2 separate regions of the Bicyclus anynana genome follow, and region 1 is linked to region 2. A link is a contact called in public Hi-C data. All regions are on one chromosome and are shown on one strand. The core of a region is the stretch at or near the end of the contact, and the rest is flanking DNA. Distances in the headings are between cores, read along the strand shown.

What was found. A called contact is a pair of places that touch in the nucleus more often than the background predicts.
Region 1: a contact with region 2 is called in a Hi-C map of whole body, with 2.6 times the contacts expected there. The contact joins the enhancer-like site here to the promoter of LOC112053961 in region 2. A contact is called at or near these places in 2 of 2 Hi-C or Micro-C datasets (whole body and whole larva).

Annotation. Positions count from the first base shown.
Region 1 is chr2:18,707,669-18,714,889 of ilBicAnyn1.1, forward strand. No RefSeq gene overlaps it. Among protein-coding and RNA genes, the nearest start is that of LOC112053959, 12 kb to the right of the region's middle. Within about 2 kb of position 5,768, at least 6 of the 8 cell types and tissues checked have open chromatin away from gene starts, as enhancers often do.
Region 2 is chr2:18,675,188-18,682,323 of ilBicAnyn1.1, forward strand. It overlaps LOC112053961 (tubulin beta-1 chain), which reads right to left and starts at 4,209. Exons shown (of 2, transcript XM_024093597.2): 1 at 4,045-4,209; 2 at 1-582. The coding sequence starts at 4,101. LOC112053960 reads right to left here. Exons shown (of 3, transcript XM_024093596.2): 3 at 4,824-6,511. The coding sequence ends at 6,098.

The DNA of each region.
Region 1 (7,221 bases), core at 4,518-7,017, 34 kb after region 2:
GCTCGCTGAGCTATGTCAGTGACTTTGGTTCGTCTGCGGATCTTCTCATTCCTGATTCGATCACGCAGAGAAACTCCAAGCATAGCTCGCTCCATCGCCCGCTGAGTGACTTTGAGCCTTCTAAAAGGCCCATAGTCAGCGACCAAGTCTCGGATCCGTAGGTCATCACTGTATTTTATATTACGCTTTTCTATTTTCCTGTATAAGTACTTATAATAATAATTTTATTATAAGTAAGTTATTGTATAAATGCATAGTTGTATGCGGTGTAGGCGTGCGGGGGTGCGGCGCGGGCGGCGCGGGGCGAGGCAGTAGGAGCGGGTTCGACGCCGGGTGAAGTCATCAACCAGTCTGAACGGCAATGAATGGGCATGGCCTAATTTAGCGCACGTACGAGTACATACACGTTATGTAGCTGTTACGCAATTTGCAATTTTAATTCAAGTTAATTGGCACCTACTAATTTAAATTTTAGACTTTCAGTTTGTCCAACAATTGCCTATATATTTTTTACTGTACTTAGTATAGGATCAGGGGCGTAGCCTCCGGACTACAGGGGCCCCTTACGTGTGAAAGCAAAAATTACTAAAATTTAGGTAATCCACAATCTCATTTTTTCCCTGGTAAAGCGTGTGCTCAAAACTTGGAAACATCATAGGTACATTAAGTAACTAAGATATTTCTTTTAAGCAAGCATTTTTGTTTCTTTTGTAAGAAATCTTGACCCTTCATTTAGGCCCCCTGACAAATTATGATACAGGGCCACTCTCCAAGGCACGCTACCTACGCCATTGTATAGGATATGCGCTTGATTACACCTGGAAGGAAGAAAAGATGCAGATTATGGAAGAACTCGCTTAAGTCAAGAAGGTGCTCTGGACTCTCTTTGTAGATGGTGAAGGAAAGGGGAACTGGAGGTGTATACTGTATCTACTATCAGTGACGGACTTACTAACAGGCTAAGTAGGTTGGAGCCTAAGTACATATGTTTTCTGTGCCTAGGGCGGAGGATTTTAGGGGGCGGCAAATATTTTAGTACCTATGTGCTTTACAGTAGGCGCTATAATATAAAAAGTTGCAATTCTATAGCATATAGGCAGAAAAATTATTGTAATTAATATGATTGCTAACTAAGATGTCGAATTTTAGAGGTCAGTTAGTATTTCGTAAATCCGCCACTGGCTACTATAATACGCTGGTCATTCGAATGGAAGATCTGTTGATTCTAAGTCGTGTGTGAAGAACTAAACCATAACGTAGTAAATAACTTCTCCTTGATTAAAAATATTATAATTACTTAATGATATTTAAGTCAAGAAAAGCCTGGCTGTCTAATAAGTTTGTCTTTCTGAATGAAATAATCCGAAGGTTTTGAAATGTCAGCGAGGTTATTATCCTTAAATGTACGATATAATTGTTGTAAGAACGATCAATGTCTTCGTTGATGCATATTTTTGTTTCATTTTAATTTTTTGTCAATACTCGTTAAAATATCAACAACATCATGATATTTTTATTATCAATCCATATTCGGGTCACTTCTGAGCTCGAGTCTCCTCTCAGAATGAGACGGATTAGGGCAGTAGGCCTCCACGCTGGCCCAAAGCGGATTGGCAGACTTCACGCTGAGAATTAAGAAAAAACTCTATTATGCAGGTTTCTTCACGATATTTTCCTTCACTTTCATTTATCTATACTAATATTATAAAGAGATGAAGTTTATGGTGTTGTAGGGGGTAATGTCTGAATCTAATGAATCGATTTTCCACTAGAATGCCACGTTATTTTCGAGTGTCATAGGCTATATTTTATCCCTGTATTCGAATGAGTCCCTGATGGTACGAGCTATGCTCGCAGTTATCTAGGCCTAATGAGCATGTCCAAGTACCTATAAAACTGTCTTTAAATGGTAAATAGTTTACACGACTCTGTAGTTGCTCAGTATTTGACCTTCCCACAATGTTGTTAGATTGTTAGAATCGATCGTAAATGTAACGATCGGCATAAATATTAATTAAATAATAGTTTGGGTAACTGGCGGGGCCTTGTATCGATCCGCGCGATTAAATAATCGTCGCCCGCCGCCCGCTCGCGGCCGACGTGTGGGCGAGCCGCCTCCCCGCGCCCTGTACAGATGATAGAACCTACTTTTGACTGTATTTTTATACTAGCGAATGGACACGACTTCGTCTGCGTTGGAATTCAAAAATCCCGCGGCAGCCATGGATTTTTCTGGAATGAAAAGCCTATGTGTTAATCCAGAGTAATATCTATTTCCATTCCAAGTTTCAGCCAAATCGGTTCAGTAGCCGCAGCGTACAGAAGGAACAAACATACTTACACACACACACACACAATTACAGAGAGAGAGAGAGGATTGACAGACTTCACACACGTAGAGAATTAAGAAAATTCTCAGGTAGGTTTCCTTACTATGTTTTTCCTTCACCAAAAGTTGGAGGTGCATGCCCCGGAGCGGATTCGAAACTAGGCCCTCCGAATCGAAGGTAGAGGTCACATCCACCGGTCTATCACGTCACTAATCTTTATTTGTAAATAGAAAAACAATAAATTTATTACTAAAACTTATTGCTAAGTTTACATGCGTACGGGTATGTACGTATAAGTACGGGTATATATTGTGTATTGTGTAATTTAAGATAAAACCGGGATGTAATTTCACCGTGTCGCAGCTTCCATCGCTTATTCATATAGGGGCAAGCGTATGTGTTATGATTTAAACATTTAATCAATCAATCAATTTATTTATTTGCAGATATATGCATTTAAGGTGTCTGGTGAAGGTTTGGAAGAAGTTTCGCAGCCTCTTCGTAACAAACAAATAAAAAAACAAGTCTTTCTAATATTAGCTTAGATTATGTGGCATAGCTTTTTTGTTCTGGAAAGATCTATCCTTCCTCTGATCCTTCTGCTGGCTCCCTTAAATTCCTTGGTCAGTCTCAGTTAGTAGAATTGAAACTTGTCAAACTGCGAAAATTCATGATCGATTAAAAAGATGCAAAATGAAGAACAAGGCCTCTCCAATATGTCTCCAATGCCGCAAAAAATGTAAAACTCGCTCGGTAGATGTGAGTGTAGATGTGAGCGTAATTTTCAAATTAAGAAAATCAAAATTATCGAAAAAGTTTTGAAAACTATCAAGTATTTTTTATAAATTATATAATTAAAAATATGTGTCTGTGTGTTCATTACTCTGTACAGACACGCGTAGGCGATCCAGCCTATTCCTATTACAATCACCATTAACTATTTACCGCCGAAATTCCCCAAAACCGTCCCTATTCCAACGCAATACGAGCTACAGGCGATATTGCGTGTTTTAAATGTAGCTTATGCTGTTATAAGCCAATTTCTATGAGCGTTTGTCTTCATTTACAGGCTTATTTGCCCGGGGATTGAGACGATCTTCAGATAAAAGTGGTTTGTCCGTGAAAAGGACATTTTCCTAATACCTATGCTATGCTAACTAGCGAACGAACGTCCGTCTGTAATGCCCGGACTTCGTAGGCGAGAAAAATAGTCTTAACCCTTTAATAGATTCATTTTACATTTTAACAATAGGTTCTCGTACGTCCATCAGTTTATAGGCGATGCTAAACCAGTGTTGTCTTAATTTAAACCGTTTCTGATAGGACCGCCTTTTTACTGATCAGCAGGTAGAGCATAATATTATGTTATTATTTTCGCTTTTTAGTTTAGCGGATTCGTTTTTAGATTTTGAAGAAGTTTAGGTTGTATTTTTTGTATTAAACTGGCGGACGCCCGCGACTTCGTCCGCCTTTAGATCTCTTTAATCCAGCCCTTACAATAGTATCGCTGTAAAAATTGAGAAATTTCTCTCGTTTTCCCAACATTTCCCTTCACTGCTCTGCTCCTATTGACGGTAGCGTGATGAAAAGTATACTATAACCTGCCCAGGAGTATGAAGAATAATAAATTTCGTTAAAATCCGTCGAGTACTTTTTGTTTCTATAACGAATATACAGGCAGACAGACACACATACAAAAATTTTACAAATTGCATTTTTGGCATTATTATCGATCACTAATCACCCCCTGATAGTTATTTTAGAAATATACTCAGAGGCACAATTATTCGCCCACTTTAATATACTCGCGTCTTATTAAAGTGGGCGGATAATTGTGCCTATTTACAAATTTATTATAAGTATAGATTATCATTTTACTCACATAATTAAATAATTATTTATGTGTGTAAAGTTTGCTGATCCGCATTGGGCCAGCGTGGTGGACTATTGACATCTAACCCCTCTATTCTGAGAGGGACTCGTGCTCAACAGTCAGCTGATATGCTGATAATGAAGAAATCGAACAAAGGACCTCTCTGTCAGAGCTCATAGTTTAAAAAACATTATTTTATATTATATATTAATGACCTCCCTGACGTAACTTCTGATAAATATATATTATTTGCTGATGACATATCAATTATAAAAACTTGTAGTAATGACATAATAAACAGCGAAATTGACATCAATAACACAATCAAAACAGTTGTGAATTGGCTTACTGACAACAATCTTTTTGTAAATTTAACCAAAACGAATTATATGTATTTTAGCTATTATAATAATAAAAAGGTTATTAACTTAAATTTAAGTCATGACAAACAACAAATTCACCAGGTAGATTATGTAACTTTTCTAGGACTGAAAATTGACAAACATCTAAACTGGAAAGTACATTTAGACAATATATGTAATAAACTTAATAAATATAAATTTGTTTTAAATAGACTACGTAAAACTACATCTTTTGAAATAATGAAAATGGTTTATTTTGCAAATGTGGAATCGATATTAAGATATGGTGTAATATTATGGGGTAATTCATGTGAATTAGAAAGAGCCTTCATTGCACAAAAAAAGTGTATTCGTGCGATATTTGGATGTCTCCCTACTGATTCATGTAGGCCTCTATTTAAAAAAATTGAAGTTTTAACTCTGCCTTGCCTGTATATATTTCAATTAGCGCTTTTTGTTAAATCTAATATGAATCTGTTTGTGAAGGCACAGGACCAAAGCAATAGAAACTTAAGACATCCCCAAAAATTAGTCTTGGGCAGATTTCCCAGAACTGCAACATACCTAAAAAGTTGCCATTGTATGGGTATTAAAATATTTAATTCGTTGCCCGAAAACATAAAATTATTGCCCTATAAAAAATTTAAACCCGCACTTAGAAAGTGGCTCATTAATTATGGATTTTATTCAACTAGAGATTTTTTTAATTATAAAAGCAAATAAAAAACTATGTATTGTGACATTTTTAATATTTCAATTTTTTTTTTTTTTTTTTGTTTGTATTTATTAATTATGTTTATCCTATGACATTGTAAAGATTATTATTATATTATTATTATTTGACATACTCGTACCTGCACAGATTGTAATGTTTTACTTGTTCTAATTTTTATTTCTTGATTAATCATCTGCTATTAAATTCATTTTTTTTTTATATATTGTTAATAGTATTTGTAATATAAACTGTTGTATGCCAGAAATGGCTGAATACATTAGAATGTATGTGTTCTCAGCAAATAAATAAATAAATAAATAAATAAATAAAATAAATCAACTAGCTTTAAAAGTGTGAGTAATAATGCAAATGGTGTCGGTTATTGTGACAAACAATTACTTAACCCGCCCACTAGCATTACGTACAGACGAGCAGTAATACCTTACGTATATATACGGTACGTAGGAGCCGCCGCGCCATATATGGCCAGATGAGTGCAGTGTGTCACTATGCCACCAGAGGACTTAATCCTTAACAACTGAGACGTTTTTATAACCTGTATAATATCATTATCAAGCTATTTTCATCATATCAGATGGACGTCCACTGCAGGACATAGGCCTTTTGTAGGGACTTCCAAACATCACGATACTGAGCCGCCTGCATCCAGCGAATCCCTGCGACTCGCTTGATGTCATCAGTCCACCTGATGGGTGGTCGACCCACACTGCGCTTTCTAGTGCGGGGTCGCCACTGCAGCCTTAGGACCCCAACGTCCATCGGCTCTTCGAACTATATGCCCCACCCACTGCCACTTCTTCTTTGCGACTCGTTGAGCTATGTCGGTGACTTTGGTTATTTTGCGGATCTTCAGGCCTCCCTCTTTATGGAGCTTACACCCGCAACCAATGTTGATTAACGAGCAATGTTTTGACTCTATAACAATTACTATCAAAATGAAAATGACCAGCTTCATAACGTGGAGTGTTAAAGTTGGTGATTGTATAATCACTAATTTTGAAAATTTTTACTAATAATTTCTTTGAATAAAGAAGAGGTTAGTATTTCATAGCCTGACCCAAGACTGGAACCCAGGTTTCAGGACCTCGACATACATAGGCACTTGACCAATGAGACAAACACTAATAATATAATGTGTGATAGGCATAACAAAAACACCTCGTTGAAGTAGTTGTGGGTTCTTCATTGAAACTCTCACAGCTTTAATTTTAAGTCTTTAGGTTGGGTAGATACATGATAATACAGCTAGCCAAGCCTAGCTATGAATCTGACAGAATATCACTAAAAATCAATACGGGTACGACCTTTACATAACACTTAATACCTAACCTGAATCTAGACCCAGCTTCCATCTCCCGTTGCTATGGTAACGAGCAGCATCCCACGGATCCCGGCCAATGTGAGAGCGGGACAGTCGTAGAGCTCTTCTCTTTCCTTCTTATGGAATAATTGAAAGCTGCCCCGCCTACGACTGAAAAACCTAGGTGTATATCTACATGTCTAGTCTAGTGCCACCGTGAACGATTAGTTGATTTAACTAGTTTAACAGTTTGAAGATGTGTTATATAACATTGAAGCGATCTTTGCGATTGATTACTTTGCGATTATCATCAATATCAGCCAATTATAGGGCTCAATTATGGCCAATTATTTTGATTTGATTTTGATTTGAACTTAGAATCACAATGCTGCTCCAATGAGATTGAATTTAAGGTATCGTGTTGTAATTAAAATCTTTTAAAAATACTTGCCAAATTTCATAGTTTTAAGGATCTAGATCAACGGAGAGTACCTAAGCTATATTTTTTGATTCCCTTGGGAATGTCGAAATATATAATACATTTTTTGGCATAAACGGCCGTATTCTTATTTAAGTCAACTTCAAAGTTAAAATTAAGTTAGTTTGATTTTTCACAGCTT
Region 2 (7,136 bases), core at 2,959-5,458:
GCGGAAGCAGATGTCGTATAGAGCCTCGTTATCGATGCAGAAAGTTTCATCTGTATTTTCGACTAGTTGATGGACTGATAGTGTGGCATTGTAGGGTTCTACGACTGTGTCTGACACTTTGGGCGAGGGGACGACGGAGTAGGTGTTCATGATTCTGTCGGGGTACTCTTCTCTGATCTTGGAGATGAGCAGCGTGCCCATGCCGGAGCCCGTGCCGCCGCCCAGCGAGTGCGTGAGCTGGAAGCCCTGCAGACAGTCGCACGACTCGGCCTCCTTGCGCACCACGTCCAGGACCGAGTCCACGAGCTCGGCGCCCTCCGTGTAGTGGCCCTTGGCCCAGTTGTTGCCGGCGCCCGACTGCCCGAACACGAAGTTGTCCGGGCGGAAGATCTGTCCGAAAGGCCCCGAGCGCACGGAGTCCATGGTGCCGGGCTCCAAGTCGACCAGGATGGCGCGGGGCACATACTTGCCGCCGGACGCCTCGTTGTAGTACACGTTGATGCGCTCAAGCTGCAGGTCCGAGTCGCCGTGGTAGGCGCCGGTGGGGTCGATGCCGTGCTCATCGGAGATTATTTCCCAGAACTGTGGACAAGAAAATACAGCTTCTATTAAAAAAAAATATATCTAACAAATCAACACAAACACGTGAATACAATTCTTCATTATTGGATATAAGTGGATTAGCAACATAACTTAAGTACACTATAGACTTTATGAGTCAGCGTCGCCTAGACAACAGGATTAGTAACACAAACCTTCGGAACTACATTTAGAAATGTGGATTGTTAATGGAAATTGGAAGGAAATAAAGTATGTAGTTAAGCCGATAAGTCGGTCTGGTTTTGGTAGCGAGTGCTAGGACAAGCTCTCCTACACGTCCAATTAAAACTTGATTTCGCCAAATCCGATTACCTGCCTACTCAAGTAACCACCTACACTAAAATGATCACAGCTGTATATCTAAAGCCAAATAGGTATTTATGAATAGGCTTCGTTCGCGACTTTTCCGTGTTGTTACTCATCATCATCATGTTCCTTTTTGGATGATTTATAGTACAGGTAACTTATTCTAGAAAATATAACATTATAGCTACTAAAAATTCTGAAGCTTATTTATGATTTCATTGTCGAAAGTTGGCAGCTTTAATAGTTCACTTCTCAAACAATAGAAACAATAGATCTCGAAATTTAAAACAGGTTTTGAGAAGACATTCACAGGCAGGTAAAGAACACATTTAGGTACAAGGGTAAACATGGGGTATGAAAACGGGGTTTATAAAGTTTTATAGAAGTATGTTCCGAAGGTAGATAAAATTGAAAAATTATCTTTTGTTTTAAACACCTATTGAATTCGAATTGGTTGAAGAAATACACTAAAACCCCAATATAATTTAAATATTATGACTTAAATCCGAATAGTAGGCGGGCGTAACAGTAGACAATTTTTAGCCGGAAAGGACATGTCCCAATTTTTTATGGAGGCTGGGCCTCTTTTCAATTGTCAATTAAGCAGAACAAATTATTTTTATCTTAAAAGAACATAAAATATAGGGCTTGAAACCCAAAACAAAAAATTTTTGGAACCCGCATTTTTTTTAAATTAATTAAATAAAATTATTTTTTCATTAGTTGACAACATTCATTAAGTATTTTTATCATGGCCACACGCTTGTAACTCACACCCTGACAGATTGTCAGTGATCTTCGTGTAGTAGCGTTCGTATATGGCGTTTTTAAAGCAATTTAAGGATTTTTTTGTTTATGCCTCTTTGTCAACGATTTAATGTTTCTTTTTAACTTGTGTCTTATTGACATTTGACAATATTACATGACATTGGCAGCTTACAATTCCAGGTATTTTTATTGACTATTTTGAACATTTTTACTGTATTGTCTATGTTAAATTTGTAAACAAGGGAGCAAAGCAAAAAAAATATTTATCTAATTAATGCGGGTTCCAAAAATTCTGAAAAATAATCAAGCAATCATGATTCTTTGCTATAAAAGAGCTGGACCTGGACACAGACATTGAATTAAACATGACCAATATTCGCTTTTCTCGAAATCGTGTGTGTCTAGCATCGAACAGCAGTCGTCCGACGAACGGAGATTGAACCTTGATACTTTCTGACCTAGACTGTGGGGTCTAAACTATTAAAGCTTCAGTCCTAAACTATGTAACCTATGCATGTAAAACAGCAAATCAAAGTGCTCTGCCAAGTTAATAATTTTCCACTCAATGGTTTCTAGTAGGTATTTGAGCTGGACTGTATAGGTACTTCATTTATCCAATTAGTTAACTATTAAGAAGTTTGAACACTCTTGCCAGTTATATTTACAAAGTGTAGACAAGAAAATACATAATTAGGTATTTTATTAGACATGAATTTAAAGTGTGCTCCAGTGTTGGCTCGTTTCCATCACAGCGGCTTGAATCCGCTGACATTAACCAAAATTCCTGACGAGACATTTTTCTGCATTTAGAGGCAAAACGACATTTTGTCCGATTTACAGAATACAGTGACTTGACGAGTTCTTCAAAAGAATTCTTCACGAAATTTGGATTTTTCACAAATTTCGCGAGAACTAATTCAGAGTAGGTATAATCTAGAATTCCAAATGTTCCATTCAGTAGTTTTTGCGTGAATGAGTAACAAATATTAGTCATACAAACTTTTGCGTTATTGTATTTAACACTATTAAGTGAGTATCTAGTTACATAAAAACATTCCCATGCATAAATCCCCCTGGAATTTTATCACAAAAGAATGACGCAGCTGGTAAAAATACAGTAAAGGGAGATAGGGTACCGGGTTCGTAGGTAGGTACATCTTATTGTATTGTAACTCAGTTCAGACGTTACAAATTCTGTGCTCCGATTGGTTCGCCCTTATCAGAGGGACGCGCAACCTTGAAATTGAAATAGGACACAACTATGCGCACACTAACGGTTTTTCTTCTTTTATGGCGGCAATTATGGCCTGCTAGCTACCTAGTAGCTAAATACTATACTTAAAAAAGTGATTTGAATATCTGGAAAACATTCCCGCAACAACTGTTAAGCAATTTATATAAAATTTGTTACTCTAATAGTTTATGCCTATTGATTAACACTGAACCGAGTGAACAGGAAAAATGAGGCTGAGCGCTGTGTAAAAGTGCCATAATTTGTCTTTTTGTTGATTTTTTCTATAATTTTAACATAATTACACTATTTTGTTGATTTCTTTGGAAATTAAATAAAAAACCTATCAGATAAAGTCATTGTTCTTAACTTAAAATATTTATAATGAATCAAATTGAATTACCTACTCAATAAAAGGCTGAGTAATGGGTACTTTACCCTACCTTTTCTTAATCCTTGAATATCTAGATGAGCCAAAGTCAATAGATAATATAGAAAGTGATCGCAGAGCCAAGATGATCAAGTCAAGTCAAGATGACGCATTCGTTAGCAAATTAACAATTTAACAGGTTCATGATCATGACGTGACATACGAGTAGATTCAGAATTGAAAGTTCGAATTTCAAACAAAATCATTGATTTTCACAAAGCATAATTCAAATAAAGAATTTGTGAAATTGCGGCCGGCAAATGGCGTCAAGTAAGAACAAACACGTGGACTTATCCGTAACACCGAATTAGAAAAGAAAACGTCGCGGCCGCGGTAAAACGAGCAGACAAAAAGTAAAATTCAAGTGAAGTAAGGATTCTCAATGGAACTATATCGCTTATTCTGAAAAGCATATTAGTAAAATTCAGTCAGGTCAAGGTACGGTAAGTACTTAATCAACTTTTTGAAAATTGTAGGAAAAAAATTTAAACTAATGAGTTAAGTACTACTGAAACTTTATTTCGTTTCTAATGTTGATTAAACAGTACATTAATCAAGTAAATAGGTATCTAGCCTCATCTATATTCTGCACAGACTATTTCACGGGCTCACCTCTGCGAGGCACGCAGGCGTCACAAAATGCCGGCCGCGCATTCTCAGACGTTAGGACAAAAAAAGGCAAAAAATCTATATAAAAACGTTACAATACCTTAGCGCCGATCTGGTTTCCGCACTGACCGGCCTGGATATGTACGATTTCCCTCATTTTGTGATTGTGAACTTAAATTACTTAACAATTGACACTATTTAATATTTTCTGCTCCGCACGCACCACGTACTTCCGTGGTCCGTGGCTGTTTGAAGAATAGTGAAGTGAGCTCCGAACTGAATGTAGTCGCCGTTCGCTGCGCGCTCTCGAAAGCGGGTTATCGAACACCGAGTGATGTGAAAAGTTTATCGACAACATTTGTCGCATTGCGACATCAATTTGAAAATGGTATAAAATATCGTATATGAATTCAATTCAACTTCCTTGAATTATAACTTATACTCGTACAATAAGTTGTTAGGAACGGGTACAAATATTTGTACTTATTAGTTACAGTTCTGCTATTTTCTAATCATTCGACGATTTATTATTTAGGATTATGAGTCACGTATTTTGATCGATAATTGAACTGAGTTTGCGCAACCCTTGCCTCGCTGAGATTATGATGTATGACTCAAGTCTGACTTTGGTCTATAATTCTCATCTCAAAATCAACTTTTGAGCTTGAAATTGAAATATTAATAGGTGACTTGAAATTCGATTAATACCTAACTATGGGATGAAATAATGAACCATTTAAAATATCCCATGGAATATCGTTAGATATCATTAGACATACGTAGGTAGATATACTATATGTATAATAAGTTATGGGTAGCAGCCTTAGACCATTAATAAGATTTATAGAATAAGAATTAAAAGAAGTTATTAATGGTCTAAGGTAGCAGCCCTAACTATGATCCAATCTTAGCAAAATCCGAATTGTTGTTCAATTTGACTTACCTAAAATAAGTGATTCAATTTAATCCAATTCTTTTGCTAACTGTAATCCAAGTAAAATGTAAATACCGTTCAAAATAAAAATTCTTTTTGCTTAATCAATTTTTAATGCATCTGCAAAAACAAACTAAAGTACATAAGTAGTTAGGTACTCATAGTTTTGGAGTTTACCCTATGTGTTAATCTATATGTATAAACTAACCAACTTCATCCTAGACACCCCTTTTCGGTTTCTACGCGACATCGTACCGGAACGCTATCGCTTGGCGGTACGTCTTTGCGGGTAGCGTGGTAACTAGCACACACACACAGCCGAAACCTCCCACCTCCCACCAGCCATCTCAATCGGCCCAGCTGATACTGCTGATACCAGAACTTCACTATCCAAAGCTATATGGACTAACCGTAATGACTGGACCAATGAGGCAGTTCATTTATTCACAGTATTAGTAGAATATTATCACCGGAGCCATCGGGTCAACGACCTGTTATCGTAAAGTTTGATGGCAACAAAATAATGTGCCCACTAATTACTATTTAATGAATGTCTTCAATGGCTTCTGCTCAAATCTCAACTGCTGAATAGGTTCAATGGTTAGCCTGTTTAACTATAAACCATGAGGTGCGAGATTCTTATAATAATTTTAAAATAAGTATCAAATCAAACTAAATATGTATTTCCAAATTTATATTGGAACATGGAAGTTTGCACAGCTTTGTATGAGTATCTTAAAAAGAGAGGTGAAGATAAACAATTTTATATTAGCTATATAAAATTTTATTGTCTAGGCGAAATGTTTGAGATAAATGGACATCAGCTATTTTGGTTTCTGCAATAGAAACTCTTTCAACGAATCAGAAGTCTTTTGATATAATTATGGTGGTTGGTTTTAGTGACGTAGCGTGTCTCGGAGGGGCCCTGTAACAAAATTAGTTGGGGGGCCTAAAATTACCTCAAAAAGAAAATAAATAAATATGACAGAATATTTAACCTATAAAAGATGTTTCCGTTATTCCAACTTTTGGGCGCACGCTTAACTTAACCAGGGACAAAAAGAGATTGTGGATAACCTATATTTTACATTTTTTTTGCTTTCACACGTAAGGGGCCCCTGTAGACCGGGAGCCCCGTATCATTGATACGGCTGTCACGGCGTTAGCTACGCCCCTGGTTGGTTGTCTTTCAAATATTCCTGAACATTTTGGCTTAGGATTATAAAGTTGAGTTGGAGTTTGGCGCACTAGAGTCCCGGCGTTCGTCAATGAACAGTTGATTAATTTTGACCATTAACACGTCTCTACGGTCTTCGGAAAGTCGGCGTAACTTTTTGGCTATAAGTAGGCCAAAGACTGAGCATTCATCATCTTCATGTTTGAACCTGTGCTTGGCTTGAAGCTCGTACATATTTTTCACAAACTTGAAGGTTTGCTCCATATGGCTTTGCTGGCTCAATTCGAGTGGGTCGTGTTGTCTTCTTTTAGATGCCCTGGATGCTGCTGGTGTGTTGTCTTCGTTGGATGGCTGGTAGTGTTGGGGCGACGACGTGGACTGCTCTGTATAATATTCTTCTTCTTCGTAAACATCATTGCTTTCGGAATTTTCTACTACAACCACATGGCATTCGTCCTAAAAAAGAAATATTTTACTTGCCAATGGAATCACAGTCACAAAATATTCCGTATTTAATGGCGTCTACAGATTCGCATCGCATCGCAACAAACGTATTTTTAATTTTTCGGTAAGCAGATAAAATACATATAGTATGATTTTCTAAACCTACAAAGAATACTAAAATCCGTTTGATGCGATGCGTCCGATACGTACAATGCGGAGCAGTGGACGCCTGCCATTATAGTTAAAGGAGAGAGGATATGGAACTAAGCACTGACCACGTGGACCACGACAGAACTTCCGTAGTTTCTCTAGTAATTCCTGTTCCCATGGGAATACGGAGTAAAATATCATACTATGTTACCTATAAGAGGAGGAGGAGGTATGTTATTCATTGATCTAATGTACTCGTAGTTTCTTTAGTGGATAAATTAATTTTAAATTTTTTTTTTTTTTTTTTTTATTCTTTACAAGTTAGCTCTTGACTACAATCTCACCTGATGGTAAGTGATGATGCAGCCTAAGATGGAAGCGGGCTAACTTGTTAGGAGAAGGATGAAAATCCACACCCCTTTTCGGTTTCTACACGGCATCGTACCGGAACGCTAAATCGCTTGGCGGTACGTCTTTGCCGGTAGGG